Linked DNA regions of Muntiacus reevesi: region 1 is linked to region 2. The links are chromatin contacts, called in public Hi-C maps. All regions are on one chromosome and are shown on one strand. Each heading gives the region's core, a stretch centred on a gene start, on an enhancer-like site or on the middle of the called end of the contact. The rest is flanking DNA. Distances are from core to core; before and after follow the strand shown.

Evidence for each region. A called contact is a pair of places that touch in the nucleus more often than the background predicts.
Region 1: a contact with region 2 is called in a Hi-C map of blood, with 2.9 times the contacts expected there. The contact joins the promoter of MRPS17 here to the promoter of ARMC5 in region 2. A contact is called at or near these places in 2 of 3 Hi-C or Micro-C datasets (blood and muscle).

What each region holds. Positions count from the first base shown.
Region 1 is chr2:205,922,402-205,926,148 of mMunRee1.1, reverse strand. It overlaps MRPS17 (mitochondrial ribosomal protein S17), which reads right to left and starts at 2,195. Exons shown (of 3, transcript XM_065924750.1): 1 at 2,052-2,195; 2 at 1,401-1,540. The coding sequence starts at 1,523.
Region 2 is chr2:205,779,839-205,783,986 of mMunRee1.1, reverse strand. ARMC5 (armadillo repeat containing 5) reads right to left here and starts at 2,111. Exons shown (of 6, transcript XM_065924727.1): 1 at 1-2,111. The coding sequence starts at 301.

The DNA of each region.
Region 1 (3,747 bases), core at 946-3,445, 140 kb before region 2:
AGGGAAGCCTTTTCTCATAGGCTGAAATCAAAACTATGACACAGCAGACTCTTCCTACTCCGATTCCAATCATTCTCACATTCATTCAAAGACAAGGCCTACTTAGTGCCAAGCTCTGAGCTCAACCTTGCCAAAGCATTCGCTGCTCCAGTACAGTCTCATGCCTTTTCATGTGTAAGAAATTAATAAACAGAAACTTCAATTAAACAGAGTCAAGGAACTTCCCCAGTGATCTTGAGGTTAAGAATCCACTTGCCAGGGCAGGGGAGATGGGCTCAATCTCTGGTTGGGGAACTAAGATTCCACATGCTGCAGGGCAACTAAGCCAGTGCATCACAACTGCTGAGCTCACGCACAGCAATGAAGACACAGCATGGTCAAAAATAAATAAGTTACTAAAACACAAAAACAAAAAACTCACAATTGGGAGACCAGAAGGGGAAGCTCTCTTACCCTGTCATGACAGCAGAGCTCAACAGGAAGAAAGATCTCCTTCTCTTCTTTCCCAGCAACAATTTAGCCAACGAAACACCATGGACTCTTTGTTTACCATCCCCTCCCAACTTTCTGTCCCCTCTGTAAAAGCACGCTCTTCTCTGGTCACCTCCACTTTTGTTGGAGACCTGCACGTGGCTCATCATGGTTGCAGACCCCGATCTGCAATTCTCTGCTGACTCCAAATAAACCTGTTTTTGCTGTATAAATAACTGGCAGTGTATTTGTTTTAGGTGAATACATGGTTAAAGGAACTTTCACAAACTATTCACCATGGCTGGAATGACTTTCCCCACTCCTCCTGCCCCCAACCTGGTCTTCTGGATAAAATCTTTTTTTTTTGGCTGCACTGCATGGCATGTAGGGTCTTAATTCCTGATTGAACCCCTATTGGGAAGCAGAGTCTTGACAGTGGACTGCCAAGGAAGTTCCTGGATAAAATCCTTTTGGAGATTCAGCTTGATCTTATATAGCCAAGAATGCTTTTGGGACTTCCCTGGTGGTCTAGTTATGGGGACTTTGTGCTTCCACTGCAGGGGGCACGGGTTCAGTCCCTAGTTAGGGAATGAAGACCCCACATGTGGCCTGGAAAGGCCAGAAAAAAAAAAAAAAAGCTCTCCTTCAGCAGGCAGGGAAGGAAGAATGAGTCTTACCTTCTGCTTCCGCACTACTCTGCACATAGAATGTCTATAGCAGTGTCATCAGACTGAATTGAAATGAACTCTGTGCAGTCTCTAAAATGTGAGTGTGAACCAGGAATCATCCGTTGTGTTACACCCACCGACCAGCACAATGCCTGATGTTCAGCACTGGCTCAGTCCACCTTCCCTGACAGTGTTTCTGCTCAGAACCCTGAACGTGTTGGTGATTCATCAATGCCATCTGCAAAAAGCGATGTTCCTTACCTTTAATAAATAGGGATCCAGAACAAGTCTGGTCACTCTCACTTTAGCAGTTTTTTGCATGGCTGTCCCAATCACCTTACCCACGACCCATTTGGCATGGACGGATGAACGAACTACGGACATGATGTGGCTTTGGTCACCTGAAAATAAATTCCAAAGTTTAGTCTGACGATTGTGACTCACCAAAAGAATTGTCACTAGAACCGCCCAAGCGCAGAAACAGCTTTTGTTGGCCTTCTGGAATCATCACTTCATAGAGGTCCTTACACATTTCACTATTGTAGTTTTAACCTCAAGCCTCAGTTTCCCCCTCTACCAAATGGGAATAACAACTGTGCTTACTCACAGAAGTGCTTCGAGGATTTAACCCATAAGGCGCTCAACAGCGCGAATAAACGCTGGCATTCGCTGGCATCCCTATTTCTTTTCATCCCGCTGGGCTGCCTCTCCCAAAAGGCTCAGAGCCCGGCTACTTGGGGCGTGCGAGACTGAGGCGGGCGGCCCGGGAGTTCACCCCACCGGAGACCTTGACTTGGCATTCCTTTCGAGATCAATTAATACTGAGTCCATGTCGCCCAGCCAGGGGAAGGTTTGCGGTGATTGCTCCCTTCGCCCCTAAAACCCGAGGTCATGTAACTCGACTCGACTCGCCTAAAAGGCTCCCACGCTGCGGCAATTCGGGACCCGCAAACAACCCACTTCTGCGACGGCGCGCGGCCGGCGGTCACCTCAGAACTCCACAGTTTCGGCGTACGCCCGGCAGAGCGCCGAGCGGAGCGTGATGGCGTCACGTCGTACGCAGGTCGCTCCGCCCCAGACCGCCCACTCATTGGCTGCGAGTCCTCTCTCAGTCGTGGGCGGGGTTAAAGACAGGGCTCCACCCACTCCCTTTTAATTGCAGCCGCGGGCTGTGGCTCCGCTGAACACCTTGATGTCTGCTTTTTGCATCCGTACCTAGTCCGGTGCGTGGGGGACTTGACCTTTACTTTACCTATTCCACTTAGTTTCTCTCTGCTTTTGTTGAGCTCCCAGACATTGGACAAGGCCTTCCAAATAAAAGGAGCTTCATTCATCAAACATTGAAACATTGGAGGCTGCGAGACGCTGAGACTGAAATGCTTAAGCATTTCCACCCCCAGCAGTTGCATTTAAGATAAACTTCTGTAGACCTTTATGTCTGGTATGACTTTAGGTGTTAATTCTCCATATTGTGAGATGGAGAGAAGTCTGATATGGGTACATATATATGTGTGCCAGTTAGGAACAGCTTAGATGGGCCATGAGCAGGTTACTGCTGCTGCCTTCTCAGATAGAAGAAAGTCTGGGAATATACCAGGCTCTTGTTAGGCAATTGCTAGACTAGGAGAGACCTAATGGATAGTTTAAAAAAAAAAAAAAATAGCGATCGTGGCCTTAGATTGAAGTGTGTTTTCAGATAAAGAATTAAGGCCAAGGGCACACTTAGCACATAGATTTAAAAGGAGGGATGGACCTTTGCTCCATCAGAGCTTTGGTCCCCGTGTCTGTCTGTCTGTCTTTCTTTCTTTTCTCTCTCTCTCTCTCTCTCTCTCTCTCTCTCTCTCTATTTCTGGCTAATTCCTTGGAGCGGGGAGGCCTGCTGAGCTCACTTTCTTGCCTTGGCTTCTAAGCTCCTCTCGAGAAGGCGCACTGTGCCTTCACCCACTGGAGAGGGCGCCCGGTGCCTACGTGCAGCAGCGCGAGCCCTAAGAAAAGGGCTCTATTGGCTTTCCGCGTAAACCAGGGGATATCAGCCCCTCTCTCTCTCTCTTACTCTCCGGGCCACCAGGTTCCGGTCCATTAAAGGACCAACAAGGAGTTATGCCCCTATCAGAGTCTTTTTTTCAAGCCTCTTGTGGTTGGCAATCAGAAGGCTTCTTTGGCCAGTCTTTCTCCATAGCTCCGCCTGTTCAGGCACATAGAGGGGCTCCCTGACTGGGGTTCTACTATGTAGATGGGCCCATCAGGCACTCAAAAGGGCAGCTTGGTGGGGTCCTACTCTAGTTCAGTGCGTCAGGCATTTGATGGGCCAGCCAGCCTGTCTACTGTTCAGCTGCCAATGCTGGCGTGTGGGGTGAGAGAGGCTATGGAGATGGTTCCACCCGCTATGGGTGACTCGGGATCATTGCCTTGCTTCCATGGCTGTCTGGCTTTCCTCCATAGGTATTTCCCACTGCAATCTCCTCCCTCACATCCACTTGATCCATCTCTCAGCAGTCAACAGCAGTCCTCACCCTGGGATTGCTCCACAGCCCCTAAATTCCAGCTCCCAGCCACTGCGCCTTCCAGGGGACCAGCATTCCTGTCCAGGGTATGTATGGCTGTGGCA
Region 2 (4,148 bases), core at 862-3,361:
AAGCCGCTGACTCGACCGATGAGGGGGCGGAGCCTGCGCCAGCCTGGGACGGGGCGGGACCCGCTGCAGCCGCTCGCCGTAGCAGCGCGAGAAGGGGGCGGAGCCCGCCGCGTGCCCGGAAGCGCTCTATTCCCCCGGCTGCCTTGACGTGGCGCGTACGGAGGGCTAAGAGCGCACGGCCCAAGGGTGTCTCGTTGGTAGCTGTGTCCTTTCCCCCACCTAGACCCTCCCCGGCCGCCGCCGTGAGCTGCGCGAGGCAGAACGAGAGCGAGTCCGTGGGGGTTGACTTCGCAGCCGCCATCTTGGCTCAGGCCTAAGGCTCCGCCCCTCTCCTCGCAGCTCATCCAAGGGAGCGGAACTGGAAAAGAGGGGCGTGGCCAGCACCGCCTCTCTGACGCTTTTTAAATAGCGCCGCCGCTGTTCTGCAGGTCGGAAGTTGTAGTTCTCGATCCTGGTGCTCTGACTTGCACAGTCGCAGAAAAATTGTTGAGAGTAGTGGTTATTAGTCATTGTGAGAGCCCTAGAGGCGCGTGCGGTGCATGCTGGGATATGTAGTCTGCGCCAAGTTTAACACGCCTAGCTTAGGATGGATGGGAAACTCTAAAGGGCCTCAGGTGGACCGGTACCTCCGACCTTGGAGTCTCGGTAGGGTGCTACTCCAGGTGACGTGTCTACTCCGCCCCCAGCGTGTTCTTGGCAACGACAGCTCGCTTTGCCGCCCCCTAGCGGTGGCCGGGGCACTGAAGTCTGCGCTGATGGACTCAGAACCTCGAGCCGAGGAAAGTGTCAAGTTCCTGATTGCGGCTGCAGATAGGAGAAGTTGCTCCGTCAGGTGAACGAGAGGGTTAAATCCACAAAGACCGTTCGCTGCCACTTCCTAGAATGGCACGAGCTAGTGGACATTTCCGTTTCCGGTGCTGGATTCCTGGGTCCCGAGAGTCTTCAGCTCTGGTTGTGCTTGTGAGTTGAGTGTTTGGTATCTAGCAAACGGGACGCTCTTCCGGCTATGGAGTCGCGGGCTCCAGAAACGGCAAGGGAGGACTCCGACGGTGCCGAGCAGCGGTTGTCTGGATCCCAGGAAATCCCAAGGCCCATCTTTGTTTGCGGAGTTGTTTCACACAAGCGGCCCTTGGTGTCGCCGGAGCAGCCGGCCGCCTGGGAAATGATGCTGGGCCTGGGTACCTATGTAGGCCAGTCTCTGGCCCTGGGGAGGGAGAAACTCCTGCCAAGACCAACTCTCTTGCGGTCCCTGGAGCCTTCGAGTGCCAGCAGTGTGAATTGACTGCAGCCTACCTCCCCGATCTCAATCATCACCAAAGCAGCCACGGCGGTGGCAAACCTACTGCTGTCCCCAGTGTAGCAAAAGCTTCCGACGGGGCTCAGATCTGGTTAAGCAGCACGGGGTACACACCGGCGAGAAACCGTCCCCCTGTCCCCATTGTGACTCTTGCTTCAGCCTGAGCTCTAACCTCACGCGACACCGTCGTTCTCACTCAGGCCTCCGACCTCACAAGTGCCTGGAGTGCGAGGAGCCTATTATTGGCCGCAGCTCGGACACCGGCGGGGACACATGGGTGAGAAGCCTGACACTTGCGCCGAGTGTGGCAAGACTTCTTGTGTTAGCTTCAACCTGCTCCAGCACCAGCGCACGCGCACGGGGGAGAAGCCCTACAGCTGCGGGGGACTGCGGCAAGCGCTTCAGCCTCAGCTCGAACCTGGCGCAGCACCAGCGCTCCCACACCGGTGAGAAGCCCCACCTCTGTGTCTGGTGTGGTGACCACTTTGGGTGCAGCTCTTATCTGCTCAAGCACCAGTGATCGCACATGGAGGAGGAGCAAGAACTTCACCTACAGCTCCGACTGCCTAAAGCACCAACTCACCCACAATGGAGAGTGACCCTTCAAGTGTCCTGAGTGTGGCTGTGGCTTTAAGGAAGCGCACCCAGTTCACCAAGCACCAGCAAGTCCACGTGGGCAAACAACCCCACGCCTGCCCAGAATGTGACAAAACCTTCTCCCACAGCTCCAAGCTTCTTAAACACAGTGCTCGCACACAGGCAAGAAATAAGTGCACCAAACAAAGCTGCAGCAAGAGTTTTGTAGACAGTTCAAATCGGCTGCCGCACCAACACTCCCGGGCCAGAAACCTGAGGCTTTGAGCCAGCGTGACAGGAGCTTCCGCCAGAGCTCTCACCTGCTGATTCACCAGGGGGCGCACCGCGGAGAGAAGCCCGCCGTCTGCCGGCAGAGTGGCAAGGCCTTTGCCCCCAGCTCCCGACCTGGGCCAGCACCAGCGGATACACCAGGGTGGCAGCCCCTGCCGACACCCCTGGCTTAAGTTGCAGCCAAAACTTCAGCTCTGACTTTGGTGCAGTCCTTCAGGAGACTGAGGGGACCAGAATTTCTCAGCAAGCCTCTTCTGCTCCTCGGGGCTGCTGATTTGTGGCTGAATCGGGGAAGCCCAGGCTGGAGGAATTGGGACAGAAAAGTGGGGTTGGGCATGTTCTCAGAGGCCCTGGAGATGGGACTCCAGCTGGAGGGAGAGTTTGGGGATGGAATAAACTGGCCAGGTTGCTTTAAGATGCAAAGCACCTTTGGCAGCTGCTGATCAGATCCCTTCACAGGTCCAGGGAGTGAGGGGTGCATTACACAGGAGCTGTGGCTTCCTCAGCCCAGGAGAATGGGGCCAGATACCAGGCAAACCCCCATGAGGAAGACAGTGGAGAAGGAGGAGGTCGGGGAGGGCCTCACCTCCAGAGGGGACTATAAGGAAAGGTGTGTCCTAGCACACGGATCAGAGAGGTTGAACTGGGGACCACTAGGTGAGCTCTGGGGTGTATGATCTCTGTGAAAGACAACTGTCTACAAAGTGAAGCTGCTGGGGCCCAGGACCAAAGCAACAGATCAGGAAGCCTGGTGGCATTTCTAGGCGGGGGCAAAAGACCAGAGGTTGGTCATCTGTCCCTTCCTCTCCTTTAGCCTTTTCCCTCGAAGGTTTCCCAGGTTCTTTCTCTGATCCCTCAAAGAGGAGAAAATGGTGACAATTTAGAGTGCCCAGACACGGGGGACTGGACACAGCACTGTAGTCTGACCAGCGCGGGTGGGCTGCCTGTGTAAACAAGCCTGTTTCTGTTGGTAGAAACAATCTATGGGAGCCTGAGCGAGGCTTCTTGAAGCACAGCCCAATGTGTGCCCAGAGCAGAGTCTGAGCTGTGAGCCTCTGCTCTCCCTGTAGCCGTCTGTGTTCCTGGGAGGGGCACAGAAAGTAGCCCTTTTGAGGTTGGGGGAGGCCTAGTGCCTGCCGCAAGGAATCATGAGGCCCACGCCTCTGGTGCCTTGTCCTGAAATCTTGCCTCTTACCAGCTTGGTGCATCTAGAACTGTACCGCAGAGAATAAGGGCCAAAGGGAAGGGATGTGAGCTTCTAGCACAGAGTATCTCTTCCTAACCACATGACCTTGGACAGGTCTGCCTCTTCTGAGCCTCAGTTTCTTCATCTGTAAAAGCGAGGACAATGGTGGCCTCCCAGGATGGTAGTAAGCTCCCATGGGATCACCGACTTGAAACACCTGGGTCAAGGAGGTAACTCGGCTGCCAACTCTGCTTCCAGCTGAGCACCCTGTCACTGGGGGTGTTAGTCTGCAGGCATCACACCAGTGCACTTTTTGCCTCCTCCTGAAGGTGACAGAAATGAGTGAGACAGCCCCAGCCCTGGGGTAGCGTGGTGTCATGAAGGAGATGGATCGAACCCAGTGCCGATGCTGGAGAAAGGGTGTCACCTTTAGTGAGTCTAAGCGGCTTCATGAAAGTGCATCTAATGGATGCCACTTGTCTCCTCAATCTGGGTCTGTGATGAAGGGAAGGGTTCTGGAATGTTCTCCGTTGTCGACAGCATTTCAAAAAGCACAAGCCAGGGTTTGAGCGGGAGTCCTGAGCCTGGCACATCCATAGTAAGCACTCAATAAATGTATGTCATGATCAGCTCCTGTTTATACTCTTAACTGGGGTTTATTCAGCATTCACTGCCCTGAGCTGGGAGGGAGGCAGTGTCACTGCCCAGGCATGTGACCAGTGTTCAGGCCAGAGACGGCAAACATGTTAGTTTTGGTCTTCAGTGTGTGTTTGTGTGTGTGTGTAAACTATTGAACCA